2 separate regions of the Drosophila melanogaster genome follow, and region 1 is linked to region 2. Evidence: chromatin contacts called from public Hi-C data. All regions are on one chromosome and are shown on one strand. The core of a region is the stretch at or near the end of the contact, and the rest is flanking DNA. Distances in the headings are between cores, read along the strand shown. Region 1 holds the start of Bub3 (Bub3,). Region 2 holds the start of Trc8 (TRC8 ring finger protein).

The links. A called contact is a pair of places that touch in the nucleus more often than the background predicts.
Region 1: a Hi-C map of the Kc167 cell line shows a contact between it and region 2, with 1.6 times the contacts expected there. The contact joins the promoter of Bub3 here to the promoter of Trc8 in region 2. A contact is called at or near these places in 28 of 107 Hi-C or Micro-C datasets (the Clone 8 cell line, the D17-c3 cell line, the Kc167 cell line and 10 more) and 2 of 6 datasets of contacts at active chromatin or transcription factors (both in the Kc167 cell line).

Annotation. Positions count from the first base shown.
Region 1 is chr3R:29,673,992-29,676,691 of dm6, reverse strand. It overlaps Bub3 (Bub3,), which reads left to right and starts at 1,271. Exons shown (of 2, transcript NM_001300658.1): 1 at 1,271-1,575; 2 at 1,629-2,685. The coding sequence starts at 1,384. The coding sequence ends at 2,417. ppk19 (pickpocket 19) reads right to left here. Exons shown (of 5, transcript NM_143451.2): 5 at 2,469-2,700. The coding sequence ends at 2,469. It overlaps Cap-D2 (CAP-D2 condensin subunit), which reads right to left and starts at 1,041. Exons shown (of 6, transcript NM_143452.3): 1 at 836-1,041; 2 at 287-758; 3 at 1-226. The coding sequence starts at 962.
Region 2 is chr3R:29,502,442-29,505,141 of dm6, reverse strand. It overlaps Trc8 (TRC8 ring finger protein), which reads left to right and starts at 1,345. Exons shown (of 7, transcript NM_001276141.1): 1 at 1,345-2,413. The coding sequence starts at 2,017.

The DNA.
Region 1 (2,700 bases), core at 22-2,521, 170 kb before region 2:
AGAAATTCCGTACTCCTCGTGCAGAAGCAAAATTCCAGCTGCTACTGAATGGGCTGCATGCTCGGTACCGCGTAGGATCTGCAGAATGCGCACCGGGAAGGTCATGGCCTGGTTAAAGCGCTTGATCGATGTGCCCAAGATCTGGAAGATCGTGTCGAATACGTGTTTGTTGTCCATGCGAAGCGGCAAAAGTTCGATTGTTCGATAGCAGGGGTCGCAGAGCAAACTGGGGAAGATGGATACATTGCAGATCGAAGAAATAGGATGCTAAATGCTTTGCTCTTACTTTATAAAGTCCTCCTCGGCTACGGGCGGACTCCAGAGCTTCTCCAGCGGGCACTGCAGCACGTTGAAGAGCTGCACCAAGAACTTGCCGCGCTTAACCTCCCAGTTGGGAAACTGCTCCAATCCCTCCGATGGCTTGGCACGCTTCTTCTGAACATTGAGCTGCTGATCCCGCATGGCCTGCTGGACACTGTTGTTGATCTTCTTGACGGTGCTCACCTGGAGGAACAGCGTCATTTTGGTCAGGTTGAGGTAACTATTGCGCTGCTGGTTAGACATGGGCTCACTGGCCGTCAGCAGGGGCTGCAAGTCTTGGAACAGTTTCTCCACGGTCAGGTAGAGCAGGTCAAAGGACCTCATTAGATTCTGTGCAGAGGCGCCATCTGAACCGCGGGCCTCGATGATCGAGTAATACAAGTCGAAGTGCTCGAATATATAAAAAGGATCGCCCAAGTGCACTTTGCGCTTGCATTCTGGGAAGGAAACATGAAGATTGCGCGTCCGAAAACTGTACTCAATTTAAAAACCAACCGCGAAAACGGAAACTTACCTTGTAGTTTCGCGGGAATCTCCTGGGCGCCAAAAATCTCCTTCACGTAATACTGATCTCCGCTGGAGTTGATCAGATCAGATGCATTCAGGGGAAGGACGAACTGGAAGTCGTGCGATTCCTCCATGGCGGTTATTACTCCTATTTACCGCGAAATAATAATTGTATCTTCTGAATTGAGTGGCGTCGCTTATAGAGATGGGCAGATTCGCCGCCAAATCGATCGCTTGATATCGGTTATCGGTTACTGCTGACTGCAAGCTTACAATGCTCATAATGAGAGGGTGTATTTATCAGATAGATACTTACCACAAAAACTAAATTTATATTGGTTTAACAGGGGTTTGTAAAATTTTTTACATTATTAAAAGTGTACCTGTTTAGGGAGTCCCCTTGATGCAAATATGCAATGTATCGATAGTGATATCGAAATACTCGCATCTCTTCTCCAGACGCCGTGCAAATTCGGAGTTTGATTTGTTTTAAGCAGTTTCTGTTTGAATTTATTGTTTTATTATCCACAAGTTGCTAGCAGAAAACTTGACAAAATGCGTCCCCCAGAGTTCAAGCTTAACAATCCGCCGGAGGACCTGATCTCCGCTGTGAAATTCGGCCCCAAATCGAATCAATACATGGCGGCGTCTTCTTGGGACGGAACACTTAGATTCTATGATGTGCCGGCAAACCAGCTGCGTCAGAAATTCGTGCAGGATGCCCCTCTTCTCGACTGTGCCTTCATGGTGAGACTCCTTCGTACACATTAACAATCCCCTATTCAACCAACGATCCGCAGGACATAGTGCACGTGGTCAGTGGCTCCCTGGACAACCAGCTGCGTCTCTTTGATGTCAACACCCAGGCGGAAAGCATAATTGGTGCCCACGAGGAGCCCATCAGATGCGTGGAGCACGCCGAGTATGTCAATGGCATCCTCACGGGTAGCTGGGACAATACCGTGAAGCTGTGGGACATGCGGGAGAAGCGCTGCGTTGGAACCTTCGAACAGAACAACGGAAAGGTGTACTCCATGTCCGTGATCGACGAAAAGATCGTGGTGGCCACCTCCGACCGCAAGGTGCTCATCTGGGACCTTCGCAAGATGGACAGCTACATCATGAAGCGGGAGTCCTCGCTCAAGTACCAGACCCGCTGCATTCGTCTATTCCCCAACAAAGAAGGCTACGTGATGTCCTCCATCGAGGGACGGGTGGCAGTGGAGTACCTGGATCACGATCCTGAGGTGCAGCGCCGCAAGTTCGCTTTCAAGTGCCACCGGAATAGGGAGCAGAATATCGAACAGATCTACCCCGTTAATGCCTTGAGTTTCCACAATGTCTATCAGACGTTCGCCACTGGCGGATCCGATGGCATTGTGAACATTTGGGATGGCTTCAACAAGAAGCGCCTTTGTCAGTTCCACGAATACGATACCTCCATATCCACGCTCAACTTCAGCTCCGATGGCAGCGCCCTGGCCATCGGCTGCTCCTACTTGGACCAACTGCCAGAGACGCCGGCTACAGTGCCACATCCGGCTATCTATATACGCTATCCCACGGACCAGGAAACTAAACAGAAATAATGTTATATATACTTGTTTACGGCAAAGTTTTACATCATTTTTTAAAGTAAGCTACTTAGTATACTCTTTCAATTTTATGCGCGCATCTCTGATGAAACCCCACATCAGTTTTCCCAGCACAAATAAAAGCTCTATAAAACTCATGACGGAGGCCCCTATATACAGACTTATGATCCCGCCAAAGTTGGCCAGTAAATCTATATTGGTGTACTTGAGTTTCGTAATGATTTTGGTCATGACACGTTGGCCATAATAAACCTGGGCTTTTATCAATTGATCTGTC
Region 2 (2,700 bases), core at 96-2,595:
CAACAGCTCAGGCGTCCTCCTGACAGCTGCCGATTAGAACTGGAGCGATAAATTATACAATTGCCGTGCGTGAGACCCGCGAAGAGAGCGGATCCTGGATGCTTGGAGCCATCGAACTGGGCTCCCAGTAGCCCAGCGATTCCCCCGGCTCATTGCGCTGACAATTACACTGATTATGTTGAATATATGAGGCCCATATTGGGCGGCCAGTGCCTCGGGGAGTGTTAGCTATTCGTCCACGTCCTGCCAAAATGGAATTCAAATCGCCAGTGCGCACATTGCAGCCCCACGAAGTATGCAACACAAAACGCCAGCCCAAAACTTCAGAAAACTATGCAAATTAGCGGAATAAATAAAAACGAATATTGCATAAACTTTAGACACTCTCAAAGTTGAAAATGATCGTGGTTATCTAACACTAATTTGGGTGAATTTTTACTATAATATAATAACAATAGTAATAGTGAATGTATCATTACTACTACTACAACTAAAAGAAGTACTCGTAGCTCACACAAAAAATTCGACAAACATGCATTCCTCGTCTGTTTGTTTTGTTATGACCTGTGCAGTTTGTTTAAAATTCTTGTGGCGCGGCATGAAAAATCAATTATGTTAGTTGAACTTTCCTAGCTAAACGCTAAACAATTGCGCATAATTACGAGCGTTGCGTTGGGGACGAAACCAAAACGAAACCCAAATGCGGACTGCATCGCATTTGCCGTTGCCGTTGCCTCAATTTGTGCATTTGCATAGCAAAAAGGGTTGTGGATTTCGGTGGGGGGAGTGGGGCTTCTTCCAGGGGCTGTGTGCCACAAAACAAGAAAGAACAACAATTAAGGTGGCAAATGGCAAAAGTTAATGGCCGAACAATTGAGGAAATTCACGTAAATGACTTCGGGGCCCTGCGGATACGGATTGGATTGGAATTGGGCGCATTCGCAAGAATGCAGGAAATGTTCGCTTTTAGAACTAGAAACTGCGGGCATTTCGGGAAATATGAGCAGAGGAAATGTTTTAAGGGGTTTGCTCGTTCCTCTGTAAGCATAATGTTAAATGAAATACCTTACGTAATCGGATATTCTAGCCTGCTAGTTATTACTTTTTGGATTCAGCACAAATTTAAATTTCGTAGACAGCGCGCCAAGTTAACAGCAGCACTAGTCAACACTGGACATATCAGTTAACAGCTCTGTTAACACCAGCCTAGGCTGTATATTGAGTGAATGTAAAACTGTAACTATTAGAAACTAAATAGTAAATGCAGTTAAATGTTTCAACAATAACTGAAGCAACAAGTCGTAACCAAATTGCTACCCAAACCTCAATCGGCTTCAAGTTAAAGTAAACTCTGCCCAATAGTGTCTCTCTATCGCACACAGAAGGCTAGACCAGACCCTTTAGAACGTAGTTTTTGAACAGAATACCTAAAATTACCAGTACCCCAGACCGACACGCAGCAACACGCGCCGTTTCGCGGCTCAAAGGCAGAGGGAATTTTCAAAAAGCGCGCCACACGATCAGCTGGCAACGACAATCGATAGTCCGGCGAAAGCAGGGCCGCGGGGCAGCACTGGCGACCGCAGCGATAGGCAGCAGCACCAATCGATAGATGGGCCGCTGAAGAAGGAGGAGAAGCAGAGGAGAAAAACAAAAACCAATTGTGAAAAGTGTAAAGTTTAGAGCGCAGCGCAATTGTGTGGCCAAAAGCGGAGCATAAACGAGCAGCCTGCCGCAACGACCTTTTCCACGACGCGCCAGCGGGAATTTGCACCTGCTGCATGCGAACGCACACACACACGCACCCACACACTCACGCAGCCAAATCGTCATTCCGTCGTCTATTTTTTGTTTTTTTGCGAAATCCAAGACGAAGGCGAATCCACAACAAATGCAGATTGGAGCTCGATTGGCTCGCGATTAGTGCCTAGTCACGCGGGATCAGCAAAGCAAAGCGAGGAGGCCAAAAGCCCGGAGAAGGATACGGGATACGGTTACGGATACATATAGGGAGCCATGTCCGTGCGGACGAAGGTTCTCGGCCTGGTGGACGTGATGATGCGCGTGCCACCGGTGATGGTCATCGATGAGATACTAAAGATGGACATGGGCATGCAGTCGTGGCTCTATCCGGACAAGGACAAGGCCAGTGGCGCACTTGCTACGCCCACAGAAGCGCCAGCGGTGCCATCCGGCCAGGATCCGTTCACCAGCATAAAGGAGTTGTTCTCCCACATGACCACCTCCGCCCAATCTGTGCTGGAACAGAGCATCGAGAAGGCCTCCGAGGCGGCCAAAACGCACGGCATGCTCAGCTCCGGTTTCAACTCGCTGATGAACGAGCTGTCCAAGGACCAAACACTGGCGGATGTGCTCAGCACCACCACGGTCAAGTTCGTTTTATGCGTGTTCGGTGAGTCATCTACAGGGGTTGCGCTTAGAACGGTCACATCTATATATCTGCTTAGAATTCTAATGCTCAGCATATAAGGTCAGGGATGAGATTTAACTACATTTAACTACACGTCATGGTCAAGGATTAGTCAGTAACTTTCATAATAACTTAGATATGAGTTAAATTGAGATAACAAGTAATCGCAGAATCGAATATAATGCTTACTCAAGCAAAAAGGCCATGTATGTATATGAATGAATAGTTAGTTACCCCTTAAAAAGCGTGAATTGCAAGCTTGAGCATTC